Regions from separate parts of the Macaca mulatta genome. Here region 1 is linked to region 2. The links are chromatin contacts, called in public Hi-C maps. All regions are on one chromosome and are shown on one strand. Each heading gives the region's core, a stretch centred on a gene start, on an enhancer-like site or on the middle of the called end of the contact. The rest is flanking DNA. Distances are from core to core; before and after follow the strand shown.

Evidence for each region. A called contact is a pair of places that touch in the nucleus more often than the background predicts.
Region 1: a contact with region 2 is called in a Hi-C map of liver, with 5 times the contacts expected there. The contact joins the promoter of MXD1 here to the promoter of PCBP1 in region 2. A contact is called at or near these places in 4 of 14 Hi-C or Micro-C datasets (blood, fetal cortex germinal zone, fetal cortical plate and 1 more).

Annotation. Positions count from the first base shown.
Region 1 is chr13:54,836,662-54,843,277 of T2T-MMU8v2.0, forward strand. MXD1 (MAX dimerization protein 1) reads right to left here and starts at 3,542. Exons shown (of 6, transcript NM_001260858.2): 1 at 3,432-3,542; 2 at 2,614-2,713. The coding sequence starts at 3,504. It overlaps LOC114672043 (small nucleolar RNA U13), which reads right to left and starts at 6,124; the gene lies at 6,021-6,124.
Region 2 is chr13:54,639,529-54,646,174 of T2T-MMU8v2.0, forward strand. It overlaps PCBP1 (poly(rC) binding protein 1), which reads right to left and starts at 3,672. Exons shown (of 1, transcript XM_002799285.4): 1 at 1,983-3,672. The coding sequence starts at 3,405. The coding sequence ends at 2,335. It overlaps LOC106993001, which reads left to right and starts at 4,876. Exons shown (of 8, transcript XR_013402742.1): 1 at 4,876-5,095; 2 at 5,519-5,600.

The DNA of each region.
Region 1 (6,616 bases), core at 2,292-4,791, 200 kb after region 2:
AGCATTATAAGAACACATTGATACCTTGTGTCAAAACTATTTTCCATGTGATTATGGAAAACAATGGATAACTCTGGAATCACTGATAAAGGTCAAATTTCACCATTTAAAAATACACTCTAATAAAAAAATAACTAAGCCAAATTATGGCGTATCTGAGATAACCAGGAAAGATCCTTGGGTTCAAAAAGACTCCTCATGTCAGGCCACTCTAGCCACTGTCTTATAAAACAACTGGGTGGCAAGTCCTGAACTTCCTCTTTCATATGAGTGCCAAAGCTTGCTTTACTCATTGAACAAAACACACTTTTAAAAAGTTCTAGATTTCAATTCTAAATAATTAGTAATTGACTTCAAAAATCAGTAGGAAAGAAACTTCCATCTTCCTACGGATAATTTCAAAAACAACTGATATTCACAATTTCATTTTCGTTTTTGTTTTAATAAGCAACTAGAGAAACGTGAATAAGATCTGCATTTTCAGTTCCCAAGAAGTTTCCTATGTGGCTAAATCTTATCTTTATTGTCTAAGGAAAAGTACCTCCCCAGACTCTACAAGCAAAAAGCACAGCATTTTCAACCTGTATGAACAAGAGTAAACTGTTATCCAAGGGTTATGTAAACCAGCAGTAATCTCTCCCTATCCTTTACCTCAGTTCAAAATTCTGACCATACATGGCTGAGGATATAAAGCTGATTCAAACCATGGGGTCAAGCTGCTTTCTCCGTTATGATTGCTTGTTCCTCAAAAAAGGAGCTATTCCAAATGGGTCATGAAGGAAATGATCACACTGAAAGAAAACTACCTGCTCCTGCCTCACACGTGTGCCTGGTGCTACCTCTAGGTTTAATCATGGTCTCTCAGAAATCCTTACACTACTGAATATATTACACTAACTCACTAACAGTCAAGTATATGGACAACTGTGATAATCCCCTGTCTCTAACCATGGAAAGCAAACCAACCCATTAACAGAAGAATTTGTAGCCCTTTTTTTTTTTTTTTTTTTTTTTTTTGGCATAGTACTGATTCTTTCTACTAGAAAGAATCCATTTCTTGGCTTAAGATTCTTAACTACTATTATTTTTCTTTCCTAATCACCTTTTGGGACCAAACCACTTCAACATCTCATTTTTTTATCCCCACTAGTGAACATCCCCTACAACCTTCCTGTGAAACTAAGGAAAAAAATAAGGTGTTAAGGTATTAAGCCTAAATAAGTAACATGGACAATTCCTCTCAAATCATTAGTGGACAATAATAAAAGCCAAAATGGACTATGTTTTTCCAGAAAAATTAACTGAAAGGCCTCAAAATTCTTTTAAACAAATTAAAAAAAATACTGTATTAAAATGCAACACAGCTGAATTGTTTTTATACCATTGCATATTACAAGTCAGTATTAACAACCTTCTTAAAGTGCCTTCATATCCATGCACAAAACTACAGGCTACCACCTTCAGGTAATGCTAAGATTAGAGGACAAGCAAAACCCACCAAGTAATTACCAGGTTGATTCTTCATGTGCCATTTTTATTCAAGGGCATGGCACAAGTAATGCTGCTCACATCCTGTGGTTCCACCAACGATACTAATGAGGTGAACCAAGTACAGAAGACGCAGCAAGAACAAGTGATTTTTAGGTTTAAGTGGGAAATTCCTGGTCTGTATTAAGCCACAGAGAATATCAAATAGATACTTGCAAGGAGTTATTCATGAGGGTGAGGGAGGGATGAGGATTCTAAACCAGTGACGAAAAAATCAATGCTTTTAATTTACTGGCAGGAAAGGTATAGTTGAAGGGATCTAATAAAACGAATTTCCTAGCCAACTACATTTTAAGGGCAAAGAAGGGAGAAAAAGGGCAGTAACATTGATGGACTATTTACATGTACCAGAAACTATGCACAGGACTTTAATATGTGATTTAACTGACCATTAACCAAATCTCCAGTGAGATTCACAGCTTTTAAGAACTATGGTATAAGACAATCTATAAGACTAACATGGAAAGGTTGTAGCATATTAATATTTCGGTATTATATATTCCTCTATCACTAAAGAGGTAGGTTTTAACCTCAATCATTCCTCTTTGCCACTACAAATAGAGGTGACAAATTAGAGTATCAAACAAACCACTGTATTTAATTTACATGTCAAGTATGAGATCCTACCACTTATGCCAAATCAGGTACTTTAATGTGTTTATAAAATCATTACAACGAAAAGTAAAAGAAATGGATAATGTCCAGCATTTTGACTTATAGAAAACTTGCCCTGATCTGCAACTTCTGAAGGGAAAATATTGTCACCATTGCTAATCTCACTTGAAGCTTTCACAGATTTTTTTGTTCCAAAAGGGAAGAAAAGCGAAATTAAATTTTGAATAAAGTTCATAAAAAATGTAAAACATTTCTATTTTTCTTTTCAGTTCCCTCAACCCAAACAGAAACAGCTTCCTACAAGGTCTTAAGTCCATGTGTACATTACTGAATCATGACGGCCACAATGTAATTTTATAGGGTTATAATCACAACAGGCAACTTACATTCAGCAGTTTGTGTCACCTACAATATAATCTAAAAGACAGAAAGAAGTATTTACCAAATTACCTGCTACTGCTGTTATTCTTTTTGGATTTGTTCCTCCGTTTTAAGGCATCTCTGTCCTTGTTATTGTATGGTAACATGGAGGCATAACCATGTTCAGCTTCTAGAAAACAGGAGGATCCAGTTAATGAATGGGCCCAGAATATTTAATACTCTCTCCTCTCTACAGTATTTCCTTTTTCCTTTATTTATCTTTAAAAGAATATTGTGGAAATAATTAAATGGAGTAAGGTGGAATTCTGAGAACAATGATTAAAAAAAAAAAAAAAACAACAACATTGTGTGAATACCCTCAGTTCGGAGCAGGTGTAAAGAGGATTCCAGCTGCTCATTGTTGAGAAAGACACAGTAGTGGCTAAGCTCACGCAGCCTGGGTTTCCCACTGGCAACGTCCAGCAGGTTGGTGCGGGTTAAGTGGAACCAGCCTCAGGCGAAGGTGCGGGGCAAGCACCGTGAGGCGCTGCTCCTCTGCCCAGGAGACTGGGGCGCTGGACCCACCTGGGGGCCGGCCGGGACCAGCCCGGGTGAGGTAAACCAGGGAGGCTATCGGAGGCGGCCCCGGCCACCCATTCGGGAGGGACTGCGGAAGGGGCGGCGTTCGGGACCCCGGCGGGCGAAAGCCCCTTCTCCACCTGATTCATTGCTCTAGGGCAGCGGCGGCCTCCCTTCGGACCGCGCGTGGGGAGAGCCGGAGGGGTTGGGAGCGCTCGCGGTCTCCCCGCCTCCAACCACCCCCGGAGCGGCTGGGCGCCCGGACCTGAGGCCGGCCCTACAGGACCCCCGGCCTCGGTTCGAGTGGACCCCTTCCCGTCCCCGTGCACCTCTCTCTCGCCGCTCCAGATAGTCGGCCGCCTCCAGCAGCATCTGGATGTTCATCCGAACCGCCGCCGCCATTCTGCACCGGGGGCCGGAGCCACGGGACCAACCCCCACTGCCCACGGGCTCGCTGCCGCCGCCGGACCGCTATGGAGCCCGCTGTGGACACCGCGGAGCAGGGCTGAGGGAGCCTCTCTGGCAACCACGCTCGACAAGAGAGGGAGGGGGGCCAGTGAGCTGGGCACCGCCGACACCGTGACAGAACCCGGAGCAGAGCAGCAGCCGCCACCGCCGCGGAGTGTTTATCCCCGACTCACCATCTCCCCGCCCCCAGCCCCTTCTCTTGACAGGCCAGCTTCGGCCGCGTTCCTCATTGGGCCCCCCAAAGAATGCCCCGCCCCCAAACTTGTGCGATTGGGAGAGGGCTTCACGGCTCCACCCCCCAAAGTCCGCTCCTCTCGCTGGTTGGTCACGCTTGACAAGGCCCGGGCTCCACCCCCTCTTTCCAATTGGTGACAGGATTCGCAACTCCGCCTCGTGCTCCTTCCTTGTTTCCCATTGGTTCTATACCAACAACCCGGGCCCCCTTTTGCTTTGTTAGTATTGGCCAAGAGCTGTAGCAGGCAAGCACCTCGCCGGTCTCCCATTGGTGAAGCCTTCGGAAACCTCCCAGCTACGATGATGTCACCTTTCTCCAGTTCAGGCGAGCCCTAAGTGGCTGATGGTCAGCGGCCTGCCTGCTCCTCACCAGGTGTGGCATTGGCTGGGAGGGCCGGTCCGGCGCTGGGCGGCGCTGATTCACCGGCAGCCGCGGAGCTCGGCTCCACCCGGTCTCGCCTCGGACCTGTTGCCAAGACCTGTCCCCGGGGAAAACTTCCGGGGACCTGCCAGGCGTCCCTCGAATGGAAGGCTGGCACCTCGCGTCGCCTGGGCGCTCTGCGCCGCTTGGGTTCGGGGCCGGAGCCCTGGGTCTGGTGGCCGCGGCCCTGGAGGTTCTGGGCTTCGCGGAACTCCGGCTGGCGAGGGCCCAGCCGCGAATCATCCCGGAGAGCGGTGTAGGATAGTGGCCGGTGAGCCGGGAGCTCGGGCAGGCGCCACGTGGCTGCTGCGGGGCTTGAGAAGAAAAGCCTGGCGGTTGTTAAATGCTTGCCGCCTGGCGTTTTTTCTGCCCTCAAGAAAGAGCTGGAATCGGGCTCCAATATACAGCATTGAGCTCATGCGCCTTTTCCGCACCCCCTCCATCCCCGGGAAATGATGGAATAATTAATTCCTTTCACGCGAGTGGGTTTTTAAAGCTGAGACTTTGTGAACCTACAGAATGGCATTAAACTCTAAGATTCTTTGACTTAAATCTCTTTTAGGGTTTTCCCCTCCCTTTTAATTCTAGATGAAGGCACTCACAAGATTATTGGGGGTTTTTTGTTTTTTTTGTTTTGAAAGGGAGTTTTGCTCTTGTCGGCCAGGCTGGAGTGCAATGGCGCAATCTCGGCTCACGGCAACCTCCTTCTCCCGCCCGGTTCAAGCGATTCTCCTGCCTCAATCTCCTGAGTAGCTGGGATTACTGGTGCCCACCACCACGCCCAGCTTATTTTTGTATTTTTAGTAGAGACGAGATTTCACTATGTTGCCCAGGCTGGTCTCGAACTCTGACCTCAGGTGATCCACCAGCCTCGGCCTCCCAAAGTGCTGGCATTTCAGGCCTGAGCCACCGCGCCTGGCCAAGAATACTCTTTAAGATGTCTGCAAATGGTGTGTTTCCGCATGGGGTGGTACCAATATAAATGCTTAATAGAATGTTATGTATAGAAAACTAAAAAGTTTAAAGATTGTTCCCTAAACCTATCAAAATTTTTGAGATGAAAGCTATATGGCAAACCAAGCTACACTGCCAATGTCCTGACAGACAGCTCCAATTTTAAAAGTAGAAATGAAGTTCTTGGTAGGTTGAGTCCCCAAAATACAAATGAGTAAAGCATGAACATATTTCTTTTTTTTTTTAAGTTTATTATTGTTGCCAATATATAATAGCTTACTATGTGTAGGCATCATACCTACATTATCTCTAATCTTCAACATAGCTCCATGAGGTAGGTTGTGTTAATTACATTTTGCAAGTGAAGAAACTGAGGCCCAGGGAGGCTAAATGATTTTCCTTGTCATGCATTCAGCTGCAGACATGGAAACTGAATCTAGGTCTATCTCACCCAGAGCCCAAATTACCAATCCTCCTGTTGGTAGTTGTATAAAGACAAGGTGGTTTAAACAGATTTCCAGACTGAGTCACAAAACACTGACAACTCAAGTACTGAAGAAAAAGACAAAGGTGTAAATGTAATTATGGTAGGAAATGTTAAACATGTATTTTTTAATGGTCCACAAACCCACTAAAATTAAATCAACTCAATAAATAGAATAAACATGTAGTAAATCATGCCTGACATATAGGCATATTCTGGTTTCAGTGGTTAACTGGATCTAAAAACTGATTCTTTAGGAAAATACTAATGAAATACACATACTGTAGGTAAAGGTTTTCAAGGTACAATACAAAGTTGGAAATGAAGGTAGAAATATAACAGTATTTTTTTTCTCCCCATCAGACAGGTAATGTGCCAATGCTGTAACAAGCTCTTTGGGGGGCACGTCTCACACATGAATGGGAACACCTAATTACTATGTTTATGAACTACAAAAGGATCTAACAGTTTTTAAAGAGTATTTTTAAATTGCATGTTATTTGTAAAACAAACTTGAAAATCATAAGTGCAATTCTACTAAAGTACCCAAAGCGATTAATACTAAAAATGCTTTGATTTCTTTATCCTAACATTTTGGATTTTGTGTATATTTATATTTTCTCTTTGATTTTATTACAAACATTTGGCATATGTCTCTATTCTCTTACTCTCAACTCTTTATTTTAACCAAGTCCTATTTCAGTATCATGACCCTTCCTCTACCATCACCCTGACTGGAAAGTCACACTTGTGTTTTAAAAAGGGGGAGAAAAGGTTGAAATCTGAGCCAGAAACAGCAAATAATTTAAATGCCAACAAGTCTAACTTAGACTCCAAACAAAAATACTACATTATATAAAAATTAGAGAATCAGACTAAAGAATAGACCATGTTCGTTCCTTGGTGGTGGACGCCAATTATCAATTAGCCAGCAACACCAACTAGGAATTAGT
Region 2 (6,646 bases), core at 2,422-4,921:
GATCCTCCCACTTCAGCCTCCCAAGTAGCTGGGACTGCAGGAGCACACCACCACACTTGTCTAATTTTTCTATATATTTTTTTTTTTTGTAGAAATGAGGTTTCACCATGTTGCCCAGGTTGGTCTCAAACTCCTGAGCTCAAGTGATCTGCCCACCTCGGCCTCCCAAAGTGTTGGGATTATAGGCATGAGCCACCGCACCTGGCCTAATTTTTGGTATTCAGACCTGCTTTTCACAGGGCTTTCCAACTGCTTCACCCAGCGTTTCAGGGATTCTTCACAGACTATTTGGCTTGGTGTCTGAGGGTTCAAGCTTACACCCACTCTTGCCTTGATTTGGATTTCTGCTCATTGTTCCCAGAAGGCATGGTACCCACTTCTGTGTCTTCACTAGGTCCCCCTCACTCCCCACCTGTCTTAGCCTCTCAGTCCAACTCATTTAATACACATTGCTTTGTTCCCTTTTAATCATGTCTTCTCTGCCCAGATTTTGTGGCCAACCCTCAGCCTCCAGAAATGGGCCTTTTGGCTTTTTATAATCCAGAGTTCACTGAAATTTACTGTGTTCTAATCACTGTTCTGTTTTATATACATGCTTTCATTTTATTTTCACAAGCCCAGAAGGTGTTACTTTTAACATATTCATTTATAGAGATTACTTTGCCCAAAGCCATGAATAAGAGGCAGAACTCAAATTTGAAAGCAAGTCTAACTCCAGAATTTGAGCTCCTTTCAGTGACTGCTTGCCTAACCCTGCGTGACCACATAATAAGCCTCAACAAATATTTACTGTGGATAATACTCCCTTCCCACAGGAACTTCTCTTTGCCATGAGTGATCTCCCATAGTGCCTGGGATTTGAACTACCCACTTTGGCACCTACTGGTCTATTGTTTGATACTATTGTTTCTTCTTTCCCTCATCTCAGGCTCTATTTTCTCATACTATTGTTTCCAATGTTGCCTTTGCCTAGCAGTTTTCCTTCTCATCAGGTCAGGGATAGTCCCATTGGCTGACGTGGGCGTGAGGCTGCTACGGCCTTCACAGCGGGATCTTTCTCCTCCACTGAAGACAATCAGTGGCATTCAAATCTTAAGACTCCTTTGGGGTGTTTGTTAAAAATGCAGCTGATTAGTTTTGGGGTGGGACAGAGGAATCTGCATCTTTAACACGCAGATCATTGTTAGGTTATAGTCACTGCATTGGTCTACATTCCCACCTTGTGAGGACTGACCCATTTAGGCAGGATTATTTCCTGGTATAGTGATTCTCTAAACATTGCACACAGCTGAAGAATTGGAAACTGGGCCTCTTTTGTTTCTGGATACACCACTTGGCAGGTGTAATAACATCCTCTGACAGGCTGCTTGCCACAGGTGCATGCTTGACACGTGCGTCTCGTTGGTACTATCCCCTCCCCCCTTCCCATCCCTGCTGCCCAACCAAGACCCCTCTAGTCCCACCACCACCCGGCAGCTGTTACCCTCCTCCAAGCCCCCAATCCCCCCCACCGCCCACTGCCCTCCCTTCCTTTCCCTCCCCCCCACACCCCTTCCCCAGGCTCCTCCCACTCCAGAATATTTTTTTTGTTCCTAAGTTTATCCTGTGAGGTGGGGGTGGGGGGAACTGGTTAGATGGAGAGGACGCTCTGCCATTCAGAGGTCCTACTGAGTGGGCACACCTTTTCCCCTCGCGAAAACCTTGTTTCTACCAGAGAAATGGGCATGAGGCCTCTCTCTGGAACTTGAACCCCTCTGTCCCTGGAAACATCCCAAAGCAGGCCCAGCCTGCTATGTTCCTTTGTTGGGGCACAGAGGGAATGGAATCTTACCGATAAGGTGAGAAGAGCTTCAGAGAATACCAAGGACGGGCCCACCCTTCTCCCTCCTCCCTCCAAACACCTCAGGCTAAAAGGGGAGGGAAAAAAAGGCACCAACAAAGAGTTTAAGACAGCAATTCCCAGCTTTTTCAAATATGAAGCATTTTTTAACCAATTCGTTTTTTTTAATTCTTAAATTCTTGACATTACAGAACTAAACTGAAATTTATTAACATTCCACTCTTACATTTCTTATCGACAAACAGAAATAAAATTCATGAGCCAAAAAACCCAAAACAAAACTAAAAACAGGGAAAAGCTTATAAAACTAAATATGGATCCCAGCATTAACAGCTGAACAGAGAATGTGATTTTTAAATTCTTAGCGGATGATAAAGTTGTGTAGAAACTGAACACTTACAAATTATTTAAAACCTGGAATCACTGACCAGAAATTACACAGTTGGATCATGGGAAAACAGCAGAAAGGGGTTATTGAGGGAACCTACACTGTTCTAGCTGCACCCCATGCCCTTCTCAGAGGAAAGCCTGGCATTGATTAGATACTGGGCCAGACTAATACTGGCAGCAGAGCCAGTGATAGTAACCTGCCTACCAGAGGAGCCTTCCACTGGGTTGGCAATTTTGATCTGGGCCCCGGACATCTGGCGGATCTCATTAATGTTGGCGCCTTGGCGCCCGATTATGCAGCCAATTAAGTTATTTGGAATGGTGAGTTCATGGGTGGTTTGAGTAGATGCATCCAAACTTGCCCAATAGCCTTTCACCTCTGGAGAGCTGGAGTCAATTCCGGCGAATCCGGTCCCGCCGTGCATCATGGCAAAGTGAGACTGTTGTCTTGCCACCTGGTTCAGCTTGGCCAGATCGAGCGGAGAAATGGTGTGTTGTCCTTGAATCGAGTAGGCATCTAGAGGTGGTCCCTCCAGGTCATGGGTGGCATGGGGGTAGCCCGCAGCGTCGCTGCACCGATCTTGGCCGCCCGCGCAGATGACTGGGGAGCTGGCCGGCATGGGCTGGTACGGAATGGTCATGACTCTCCCTTGCGGAGACTGGGAGAGCGTTTCCAGCATGACCAGGCAGATCTGCTTGACACACTCGGTGACAGACTGCGGCACGCCAGCGATGGTGATGGCCCGCTCGGTGGAGTTGGGCAGCATATCCCCCGCCACCTGGACCTGCGCCCCCGTACTCTCGCGGATCTCTTTGATCTTACACCCGCCTTTCCCAATCAGGGAGCCGCACTGGGTGGCCGGCACCACCAGCCTCAGGGTGACCGGGGGCCTGCTGGCCGCGGTGCTGTTGGTCATGGAGCTGTTGATATCTTCCTCCAGCTTGTCGATGATCATAGCGAAAGCCTTAAAGATGGCATTGGTGGGGCCGGTCAGAGTGATGATTCTCTCCGGACAATTCCCCTCCGAGATGTTGATCCGCGCGCCACTCTCCTCGCGGATCCTCTTAACCGACTCCCCTTTCTTCCCAATGATGCTTCCTACTTCCTTTCCATGCATAAGAAGCCGAATGGTGAGAGTCACATTTAGTCCACTTTCAGTCACACCGGCATCCATGGCGAGCGGCGGGCGGCGTTCGGGGGAGTTGGGCTCGTTACGTGGTCAAGTCTTTCGCGGCTGGCGGGGGGAGGGGAGGTGTAGGCCCAAAACTGCCGGCGCGAGGCGAGCGAGGGCCGCGGGAGCGAGCGGGAGCGGGCGGGAGGCCGCAGCGTAGTCGCAGGGGCGGGCGGCGGCGGCGGAGGGGGCGAGCGGGGCCGGGAGCGGCGGGCGGGCGGGTGGGCGAGGGCGCGGCGGTGGCGACTCCGGCGGCAGCCTCGGCGGTCTGGGCGGGGCGGGAAGCCCGCTTTCAACCCCGCGTACCCTCTGACCCCGGAAGTGCTTGCTGCGCAGGACCCCTTGAAAAAAAATGAGGACCCGTCTTTTTTAGGTCACAAGATTGCGCCAACCCTCACATGGTCCTTAAAAAAAAAACCCTTCTGACACTGCAGTAGTGAAAATCAAGCGCACTATGGGCGGAAACTGTGAGTCCGGCAAAGTTTTAAAATGATTACGTATTTTATTAACTCTAACGGCACTGGCGGGTGACTGAAAATACTAGTGTTGTGTATGGGGGACAGACATTATTTTCCTGCCCTACATAGGGGGGGGTCGTGCGAGGAACGACACGGGCAGCCCAGGTGGAAACTGCAGGCACAAGCCGGGACGCCGCGGGTTTAAAACGTGCGCGCAAGGTGACCAGGGCGCGTGCGCGAGGGTGTGGGGGGATGGGAGGGGCAGACGCCGTCTTCCGGCGGGGGAGGGGCGGCGAGGCGAGGCCTGCAGAGCGGGTGCGCGCGGGCGGGCACGTGGGGCCTTTTCGTCCCCGGCGTCCGGGCGCGCCTCATCGACCCCCACCCCGGCCCCTGCCCCCCGGCGGCGGCCGGTGGGCAGAAAGACCGAAACCCGCTCACTACCGCCTCTCGAATCGCGGCTCTGCTGTTTGCGGGGCGTGCTAGAAACGTGGTCCTGGAAGGAATGGCGTCCATTTACATAATGCTTTGTTTGCGTTTCGCAAGTTTCTTTCGGTTAAAGCCACAGAAACCCCACCTCCTGCCCTTGGGTCGTTTCCACCGCGGCACCCTTTTCCGACATTAGAAACAATAGTGTGCGCCAATGGAGGCCTTGTTTATTCAGGGGATGCCGGCCGGGGCTTCAGGACGTTTCTGCGGCTTTTCCCGCGCGGCCTGGGCTCCCGCGGCTGCCTTTCGGGCCCATGGGCGCAGCCACCGCACCCGACTCTCCGGGGGCGGCCCCGTGGCCCGCCATCTTGGAAGGCCTTTTTTGCAGGTTCCTCCCGCTGAGGAAGTGTCGTTTAAGACGCTGGCATACGAGTTGTGATTTCTGCCCTTTCCCCTTCCTCCTCGGGCTAAGCCAGACCAGCAAGGGCCCCGTGCACAACGTGCTTCAGAATCCCTCAGGGAAAGCGGCTAACGTGGCGCTACTCCGCCTTCCCCGTTCCTTCCCCGAGGGGCGGCCGCCATGTTGCCTGAACACAAAATGGCGACACGTGGCTAGCATTCGTCGCCAACGAGAAATTGGGGTCGGCCCGAAAGCTCTGGAATGTACCCCCCTTCCTCCCCGGGGCCTTTCCCGCTCCGCGAGTTTTATGACCTAGAAAACCCCACAGGCTGGTCTGAAGCTCGGAAGCCTAATTTTAACGCGTTTCCCTCCCTTTAATTTGAAACGGGAACGCGAATAACTGTAAAATGTAGGCACAATATTTAATCTCTCGCCTTTTTAAAGCTTAACGATGAATAATAGGGGGCAGTATCAAGGGATAATTTGGGTCCCCACAGTACCAAAGCGTTTAGAAACCTCTGCTTAATTTAAAGAATGAGATAAATTACTGCTTTTCTAGACTTCCTAGCATGGGCCGTTGTGCTGGAGAGAACGAGAAATACGAAGAGACCAGAATGCCTCTGACTTTTTCATAGGCCGGTTGGCCGGTGAATCTTACTAATAGTTTACCACAATTCAGTGTTCACTCTTAGTTTAGAAGGGACAGGCGTTTATTGTGCATTGGCCAGTGCCAGCACATCCGATGCAAGGCATTTCACCGTATTCTATCTTTAATTTTTACCATGATCCTCTGAGGTAGGTGTTCTTATCTCTTTCTCTCTTTTTTGAACAGAGGAAGACACTTAAACATAAAGATGAAGTGCCTAATTCAAGGTCACACAATGTCGGGGATGGACCTCCAGATTTCCTTACTGGTGAGCACATTTTCCAGATTTTTCTGTAAATCAGGGTTTTGGAATTTAAATACTATTTTAAACGTTTAGGTGAGCTTGTCATTTAAATGAGCCCTTGAGGTAACCTTTGTTGTGTAGTCAGCCCCCTTTTGTGTCTGTCTGGCGGCTCCCAGCTTTTCCTGATAAGAGCTACACCTGTAACAGGCAGGCGGGCTGAAATGCTGTCTTATGCAGTGTCTGGTGAGGATAGGGAGGGGGAAATGATTCAGCCCGCCCAGAGGCTCAGGTATCTGTCGGTCTGGCCTTGTCTGTGGCACATGTGAGTCTACCTGGCTCTGGGGGAGCAAACAGTTTTCTGTATGACTCACTTGCTTCCCTCAGCTCCCCATGGGCTTGACTCTTGCCTCCCCCACCCCAGCACACCAGCCAGGTAAAAATAAATTCACTCTGGCACGAAGCCTCCGTTTCTCTGCAGAGATTGACAGAGCATGACAGAGTGTTAGGTCAGTCTATGGACCCTTCAGTTGAGTGCAACACGTAGCTGGTGGGTCAAGCAACAAACGGGTGCCTGAGCAGGGCTCTGATTGTGCGGATATGAGAGGCAAAGAGAAAGGCTTTGCCTTTAACTTGCGTTACAATCAGATATATTTTCCAAAGTGGTTTCGTGTAGGCTTATATAACTCTACAAACACATTTAATAGGTACATAACAGCAACGATGACAGTTATAGCACTAGGTGCTTACTGTATGCTAGGCATTGTTCTAAGCCTTATTTTATGTCTTCAGTGTCTCACATTTTTAAAGAAAACACTGTAAGAAACAAATTTTACATTTTGACTTAAGACATTTATGCACACATGTATAACAAAATTTTTGCAAAACAATACTTGTTGCTACATGCAGTATACTTGGGTAATTTCTATTCTTTATATATAAAAAGGACACGTTATAAAGTAATTAAAAACCCATTAGTAAGTTGTGATCGCTTATGCACATTTAATCCTCACAAAACCTCCTGAAATGGGTGGTACAGAGGTACAGATTGGTGAAGGAATTTATCCAAGGTC